Linked DNA regions of Mus musculus: all the other regions are linked to region 3. A link is a contact called in public HiChIP or PLAC-seq and promoter capture Hi-C data. All regions are on one chromosome and are shown on one strand. The core of a region is the stretch at or near the end of the contact, and the rest is flanking DNA. Distances in the headings are between cores, read along the strand shown.

Region 1 (2,759 bases), core at 170-2,669, 2.1 Mb before region 3:
CACCTTGGGGTATGATTTAGTATGTGTGGAAGATGGTTGTAAAGTCTGACCACAATCACAGAACAATAGCATTGTCTTACACAAACCATCCTAGGATTACCCTGGAATGACTCTGTAGTTCCTGCCTCCTCAAAGGAAGAGGGAAGGACTGAGGATACTCTGCGTTATGTTCCCTGCGCCCTTCTTGGGAATGTCTTCTTCCTAGCCTTGGTCCTGGTCCGTTTGGCTTCCACAAAGTGACCTCCAAGCACTATCAGTGTCATTGACACTGTTCTCCAATGTGATCTCTCCCTTTCCAGCCTGAACTTCATCCTTGGCTAATGTATAAATTTCCCCCCACACCTACACAAGCTTCTGCGAAGCCCTCTGTCCACTTCCTCTGCTTAGTTCTCTTCTAAGCTTAGTCCAGGAATTACATTCTCAGGAGGCTTCTCTCCATCTCCAGTTTGAGTTGATTTGTTGCTTTTTTTCCTTGGGCAGACATTCTGTGTATGTCTTCTCTTTCCAATGTAATCTCATGCCCGGGCATTTTCCTGATGTGGGCTTCTTGAAAGCAAGAGCCCTCCATTCCTTACTCAGTTTCAAGTCTTGCACATAGGAAGTAACTCTGCAGATCTACAGATCTGGGGCTGCAGCCAGGCTCTGGATGAGTCAGTCTATCAGCAGGCCCGAGAAGCCTGTGCTGGGCATGACCCATGGCTACTGTACTCCTGCTTGTCTCCTTCGCTCCTAGTGAGTGCTTCCTTCTCGGCTGGTGTCTAAGGATCACAGACCAATGTATCTCTTGTCTAGAAGATTGCAGTAATAAGACTGAGTTTTATAGTAGTTAAAAAAATTTCTGCTTAGTACTTTTCCCAGAGCCAATCTATCTTAACAGTTGTGGCTGTTTTGCTAATCATCATATCTGGTGAGACTCAACGTGTCTTCAAAGCAGCAGGTTCTCCCTCCCTCCCTCCCATTCTTTCCTCTTTTTCTCTTTCTTTTTGTTCAGCAGGCAACCTACTAATCTTTCAAGTACCCTATATCTAAAAACAAATAGCAACTACAGAACCGTACTCTGAATTTAGTGGGCTCTTGATATTTTTAAACATCAAGTCTTTATATCATGAACGGCCTCCTTTGTCTGGCTGGGCACATCAAGTTGGACACATTTTCTATTCCAGTTTTGGAACCTGCTGCTGGCCTGCATCTCGAGCTTCTCTGGAAACTGGTTTGTACACACATTGCTTCTTAATGCCAGAGACTTTTTGGATGGGGCAAAGCAGCCTGGTGGCTTCCTTGGGGAGTTAGCTCTACTTTGGAGAACTGCCCAGCTAGGGTCTTTGCCAGCAGATAATTTCCCTGCAGGGGAACATTCCCTCTCACTGGCACAGTGTCTTTAAGAAGAAAGCAAGCTGACTGCTCAGCCTCCTCCACCTCACTGGAGACTGAAAACAGGCAGCTAGTTTGGCAGGAGGCGGAAACATTCACAGCTTCGTGAAAGTGCTTGAAGCAAAATTAGATACCTTCCAAGTTCATTTCAGTATTGAAAATAAAAGAAAATTTTGCTGGCACATTAGCCTCCTCTAAGTACTGCACAGTGGCGAGCCCATTTAAATGTATAAATTTGAATAATTAAATTCTAAAAAGAAGCAACTCCGTTTCAATCCAAGCTAGACCTACAAATGTCAGAAGCCAGCGTCAGGGCTGGGTTTGGTAAGCCACCTCAGGATTTTCACTAAGGCCATAGCACCCCTTGGTGACTATGGAAGGCCCCTGACTCTGTGATGACCTGAAGCTATCCATCATCTGGGGAAGAAGATAGAAGAAAGGTGGTCAACTTTATCACTGAGGTTCAAATCACAAACAGGTAGAAAAATTGCTGCAGAGCTGGCATGTGGCCATGTCCTCTGCCTTGCTCGAGTTGCTCCCCTATCAGTGAGCCTTTCTCTCCGTCTTCCTCACTGTTTCAGTGTGAAGTTTCCCCACACAGACATATGTCAGGGGAGTTGGTCCCACGCAGTAGCCCTATTCGGGATGCTGTGTAATCTATGCTGTTGGTCTCTAGGAGATGGGGCTTGAGACTCTGGACTGGACCCTTTGCCCTGTTCTACTCCTAAGGTGTAGCCAATAACCTGTCGCTCTTGCTGCCAGAGCCCACAGCTGCTGCCTTCCATCCCCAGCCTTCTGGGCAGTAATGGACCAACCATTTTCCCTCAATATCTTCTTATCAAATGTCTGTCATTTACTATGTTTGCCAAGAAAGGCTCATACTAGATTCATAAGGGTTTTTAAAAATATTTTTCTTTCAAAGCTTTTTTATACTCTTTTAATAACCACGTAATTTTCTATTGTAGATATTCCATGTCTAACTGGACTTATCTTCTATTGATTTATGTTTTATTGTTTAGTTTCTGGCTATCATATGCCATTAGCCTGAAGAAATTTGTGGCTAATTCTGGTGTTCTCCATAGTAACTTCCTTGAGGCAGAAAAATGTAGTGCTGGCATTTCTAGTTCAGAGAGAAGAATTTGAAGGTCCCTGATTGCACATTAATAAATTATTTATTTGATCACCTTCCACTAATACTGTGTAAGTTTCTTTTTCTTGTAAACAATTTTGAGAAATGGTCTTGAGTTCTTGAATATATATCCTTGTGAGTTCAGCTTCTGGGATGCAGTTCCAGGCTGTACTGCCAGTAAGCAGAAGCCAGGGTTCCTGCCTACAACCATGTAGAAACGGGTGCCTTTCCCCAGTGTCTTGGTTGTTACCTAGGACCC
Region 2 (2,700 bases), core at 127-2,626, 2.4 Mb before region 3:
ACTCTGAGCCTCACTACCTTAACATTACTTCTCTTTCTGTACTCTCGTACTTTGCCTGAAATCATCTGGAATCTATAGGAAGTTAAGGTCAATAAAAATTTAAAGCAAATGGACTCCCATTTTACAGTATGTGTACTTTCCACTTTTTAGCAATTCAAAGTGACATATAGTAAGTACATCCTGACTGACACCTTCATCGGTTTTAGATGTATCTCTTGGATGACATCACCCATGCTTCATCCCTCCCTGGACTCTGCTTTGGTCTGTGGGTACATTTTAAGTCAAGCAAGTGGCTCCTGCAAAATCAAAGAGGATTTTCCCCTTTAGACTGACCAGTCACACACAACCCTTGGCAAATCCTCTTAGACATTTTTTGAAAGAGACTTAACTTATGTGCAATGCAGAAACCTCAGCATGCATGTTTTTTTTCCCCTGATCAAAACATCAGTTTGAATTACCCTTAATTTTGTTGTGAAATCACCCCTTTTTAAAAATGAATCTGAATTTTTGTGTTTCCACTTACGGTTTCCATATTATCTTTGCAGCTACTGTTAAACATTAAACGGACTGAGGACAGGAAAGCCAGGAAAAATTAAGAGTAATACAATTAAGAATATATACATATGTATGTATGTATGTATGTATGTATGTATGTATGTATGTATGTATGTGTGTATGTATGTATTAAAAACAGTCTCGTCTTACACTGCCAGCCCAAAACTCTCCAGCTCCGTTTTCTGTTACCAGCTTGGAGTAAACATAGATCTGCTGCCCTTTCTTGACATCGATGAACCTACAGTCTGGGGCATTGTAATCTTCCTGTGCTCTTGCCAGAGAAATAGTATCTGGAAGAGAAAAAAAAGGGGGGGAAGTGACCAGATGTCCTATGAGTAAGAAGGCAAAGTGTAAGAAAGGTAGGAGAGAGGAAAGGAGAGCACAGCTGGGTTTCAAACGGGGGTTGCGGGGGGCGACAAGGAAATCTTAGGAAATGAATTCTCTGCAGTTAGACCCCAAACACAGACCTTGAGACACAGAGCTGCAAACAATGAGCACATTTAGGATTCACTGCAAAGTACAATCTGGCTGTTTGCCAGACAGATTTCCCATTATATGATAGAAAGACAATGAGAACCAAACCGTTAACAGTGCCTTACAGACACACTCCTCATCCGCACACAACTTCTTAGAAGAAAGTTTATCCATAAATACACCATGCCCGGCACATAGAACCACAAGGCCCCCAAGCAAAAGAATCAATATCCTTGCCATCTTCCTTCTTGCTGTTTTGACTAGCACTCTTTGCCTGATTCAAGGGTTCTTTTATTTGAAAGCTGACTCTCTGGGTAAATACCCAGCCAATAGGAAGGGGCCAACCCCCACCCCCCTCTCTCTCCTCCCCTGTAATTTTATAATGTGTGCAACTGGATTCCAGAGGCTTTTTGGCATTTCATTTTTCAGAGAGAGTCAAACGCCCTGTGTCTGTGTTCCACACAAATGTCATGCCATGCTTAAAGCTGTATCTGCCACAGCTTGTGGCGTCTACCAGCAGGGCTCTGTTGAGAGGCCTGTGAGACTATCAACCACTGTTTATTTTTCTCTTTTGTCCTCCTGTTCTTTCAGTTTATGAGCAAACATGTATTGACTGTAGGAATCTGTTCAAGATGTAAAATGGAGACTAGGGAGATGGTCACTGGATCAGGCACTTGTTATGCAAGTGTTTAGAATAGAACCCCAGAACCCATACAACAACTAGACAGGCATTGTGGCAGAGACAGACACAAGACATCCTGGAGGCAAGCTTGCTAACTGGAGAAACTGTAATCAGCAAGCTCTGGGTTCAGCAAGACCCTCAATAAATAAAATGAAGAGAAACTAAGGAAGATACCCAATTGTCAATGTCAGGCCTTCTCAGGAACACATATGCATACGTCCACACACATGTAAACACAGACACACACACAGTGCGGCACACATATACATTTTAAAGAGTCAAAATGTCTTGAGAACAAATTTTATTTTAGTAAGTCTAATAAAATTCTAGATTTGCATAATATATGCAAATATATTTGCATAATGTATTTTGTGTTGTTTGTATATGTAAATATGTATTTACATAATATAAAGAACTCTTACACAAATATTTTGTGATAGGTTTCTTAGAAGTTATGTTTGGCCTGAGCCACTGTGGATTATATAATATATTAGTTAATATCACAACCAGATCTTACTAATGTGGAAGCAAGAAATAAGTGGGGGAAGAAAAGAAGGTAAATCTTTCTTTATTCCAGTGTTCGTTAGCTTACGACATGGAACCTGAGACAATCAATTTATAAAGACAAAGTTTGTTTGTGTGGGTTACAGGTCTGGAAGTTCTAGTTCATGGTCACTGCTCCCATTAATGTGGCTCTGTGGCATGTCCTGGGAGAAGCCAGTAGCAGAGAACACCACTTACGGCCAGGAACCAGAAGATACAGAAAGAAAAGCCAGCAGGACCTTGCAATCTCCTTTGCGTCACCCGCAATGACATATGTGCCTCTCAGTAGTCCTCACCCCTCAAAGGTTCAGCCTCCTCCCAATTGCACCAATCTGGCGGAGCACACGTTTTAACATGAAGGTGGCGTTTTAGAGACATCCAAGATCAAAACTGTAGCAACTTCTTCTAAGGATCATGTATTTAATCTACAAATGCTGATTGATCCA
Region 3 (2,703 bases), core at 108-2,607:
GCACTACTGAAGACTTCTGAGAAATTGGCTTTTCAATAGATGTTAACATGCTAAAGTCCTACTTTCATTCAGTGGGCCATTCCTCAGAAGTCAGCAAGAGAGCAAGCATAGAACAATAGGTGTCGGAACATCTCTTATCGAGGGGTCACCTTCCACTCCTGAGAGCACCCATTCTCAGAGGGGAGTTCTAAAGGTCAAACAGCTGCCAAACTCAAGTTAGGAACCACGTGAAGCTAACGGAGAGAATAGCCATGTACTCCTAAGACAGACAACTAGCCTTCAGAGACAAACAGACCATTTCCTAGAAAGGATAAAGTCATGAGCTTGTTAGAATCAAGCAAAGAAAGAAGGGAAAGGAGATTGCTATTTGGGTAAATATAGAAACAAGATTCGTCACTTAAATTCACTTACTTAGGAGAAAACTTACAAGTCCAAATAACAGAAAACTGATGATAAAATTATACCTGGAAATTAAAGTCTTGGAATCCTGTTAATTAGGCAGAGAAATCTTAGTGTCTTGCAACTGTCACTATTTATTCATGTACGCAAATTAAAATGATTTAAACCTGGAAGAACCATTTCTAACAGATATTTTAAGATATTGATGACTGCAGCCATGCTCGTGGCAGCAAAAACCATAATAATAATAATAAAAAAGAATGTAGTTAGGCTCAACCCTTTTAATTTTAGGGAAGACTGATAAATATGAGTGATTGTATCTTCCTAGTTCTGAAGTAGAGGTATACCCTTATGCACACATGTAGGTGGTCTCTCTAGTAGTACATAAAACAGTCTTCATTATGTGAAAATGCATGTGGAAAAAAAAACCTTTCTACTTCCCAATAAGACTGCTTTCTTCAATATTTTTCACTGTTCTTCCATTTTCTCCCTTCTCCTAAGTAAATCACCATTTGACCCTGCTTTCTCATTTGCCAAATCAATATTAGTTGGGATTGCCATCCTCTGTTCTCCACAGTTACGATTTTAATGTAATAAAAATAATCTGACTTTTGTTAACTTATTTTTGGTACAGATGGCTTGAGCATCAGACACCTGTTTCTCTATTGTGATCTTATAAATATTCTCCTAGCGTGCTTGTGTTTTTCTGAGTGTGCTATCACTACCTTGCAGTAGTAAACTTTAGGGAGCGCGGAGATTCCAGAGTTGCTGCCTACAAACCAAATGGCATCTCAGCTTTGGCAAACTGAAAGGCTCATTTCGGCTTCTCTCACCCCCTCTAGCGTTGGCAAAGCTCATCTGTCTGATTATCCAGTTACCTCACTGAACAAGAGCTGGGCTAAGTCCTGCCCACCTATGACATCACCCCCTTCCTCAACCACTGCGAGGTGAAGCTTTAAACTTCAGACTTGGAGGTGGGCTGCGCGCAGTCAACTGGATGCTCTCGCGCGCAGTCCTCAGCGCAGGAGTGATCTGAAGCAGGACCGCTCAGGCTGCAGCTGCCGTGGCTTTGTGTGCACTGGATGCCGCGCTCCGGAGACGGGGGAGGGTTTTTACTTCAACTCACAGGCAATGGAATTACAGCTGTAGCAGCAGGGTATAAAGGATTGCTTTTTCCTCGTCTTCCTGGTAAGTGTTTTCCATGCTTTTTCTCATAATTGTCCCAGAAACTTCGCTTGCTCTTACTCTCTAGAAGGAAATGACTAGCTTGGTTCCATGAGGGATCCAAGTAGCCACGTTTGCTCTGTCAGCAGGACGGGTCAAAGATGTGCGTGCAAGCCAGCTCTAGGGAAAGTCTTACAAAATAGCCGAATGTTATAAGTTTCTTACAGACTTAAATCATTTTTAAAAATAATAAATAGCTCCTCTCTGTTTCAAGCAATTTCTATCCGCGCAGAGCTTCACGGAAAACTGCAGTTGGAAAGTTGAGTGTTTGAGATAGGAGAGGCAGATTTTTCTCGGCTACAAAAGCGAAAGGTCGCTAACTTGGTGTGTACTGTATGTGTGGTATGATCACCTATCGCTGTTTCTATAACTGTGAAAGAAATCAATAACCCCTCAGCCCATGAGTACGCAGTACATGAAAAGCATACATCTTGCTCGCCGCCAGCAAAGCTGCGCTGGGAGACTGGGATGCCTCTGTAGAGGATTAACAGCTACACCTAGATTTGAAAGCTTGCACTGCTTATCCGGCCCCAGCTCCTTCAGGCATTCCGGGCTCGGGAATCTCAACTAGTAAATCCAACTCAGAATCTCCGGGCCAAACCATATTCCCAGTCCAGGAGACTGTCAAAGCCTATCGCTTGGGCGAGTGTAGAATGTGACTAGCATAGTAACTGGGTAGTCCACTCAGAAAAACTAACAAAGCTCACCCTGGAAGCCGTGCTTGATGTATGCAGTGAGGGGAACAGGGGAGGGAAGCCTCATCAAATGGCAAAGGCAGAGTGTCCCTTCACTTGCAACACACAGTGAAAAATATTGTATTGATACAAATGCGTTAGACCACAAAGCTTCCAAAAGGTATTTAAGTGTATCTAATTAAAAAAAATGTTTTTCAGTAAATTATGTCTGAAACAAAATGGTTGCATAAAGGTAAAGAGTGCAACAGGCCCATCTTTTCTCAACATTGGGAGCGGGTTTATTACTTATTTAGAATGAAAAGGAGATGGAAAATGTTGGTGTTTTCCAAATTACAAAATCAAATGGTTTTTAATAATTATTTTGATTGTTCTCAATAAATCTATG

The links. Promoter capture Hi-C pulls out the DNA fragments that hold promoters and counts their contacts. HiChIP or PLAC-seq counts read pairs in DNA pulled down with a chosen protein or histone mark.
Region 1: a promoter capture Hi-C map of the 3T3-L1 cell line shows a contact between it and region 3, with 15 times the contacts expected there. The contact joins the enhancer-like site here to the promoter of Flrt3 in region 3. A contact is called at or near these places in 6 of 39 promoter capture datasets (the 3T3-L1 cell line, 3T3-L1-derived adipocytes, liver and 1 more) and 2 of 115 datasets of contacts at active chromatin or transcription factors (embryonic forebrain and stem cell-derived neural progenitor cells).
Region 2: a contact with region 3 is called in an H3K4me3 HiChIP or PLAC-seq map of embryonic limb bud, with 13 times the contacts expected there. The contact joins the promoter of Otor here to the promoter of Flrt3 in region 3. A contact is called at or near these places in 7 of 39 promoter capture datasets (the 3T3-L1 cell line, cranial neural crest, embryonic stem cells and 4 more), 4 of 484 Hi-C or Micro-C datasets (the N1E-115 cell line, cerebral cortex, embryonic fibroblasts and 1 more), 4 of 115 datasets of contacts at active chromatin or transcription factors (embryonic forebrain, embryonic limb bud, forebrain and 1 more) and 1 of 9 other capture datasets (liver).

Annotation. Positions count from the first base shown.
Region 1 is chr2:142,730,476-142,733,234 of GRCm38.p6, reverse strand. The region is part of intron 17 of Kif16b (kinesin family member 16B); the gene reads left to right. Among named protein-coding and RNA genes, the nearest start is that of Kif16b, 170 kb to the left of the region's middle. Within about 2 kb of position 1,419, at least 83 of the 459 cell types and tissues checked have an H3K27ac peak or open chromatin away from gene starts, as enhancers often do.
Region 2 is chr2:143,077,069-143,079,768 of GRCm38.p6, reverse strand. Otor (otoraplin) reads right to left here and starts at 1,376. Exons shown (of 4, transcript NM_020595.3): 1 at 1,155-1,376; 2 at 706-845. The coding sequence starts at 1,269.
Region 3 is chr2:140,670,130-140,672,832 of GRCm38.p6, reverse strand. It overlaps Flrt3 (fibronectin leucine rich transmembrane protein 3), which reads left to right and starts at 1,357. Exons shown (of 3, transcript NM_178382.4): 1 at 1,357-1,587. All of the region lies in intron 3 of Macrod2 (mono-ADP ribosylhydrolase 2), which reads right to left.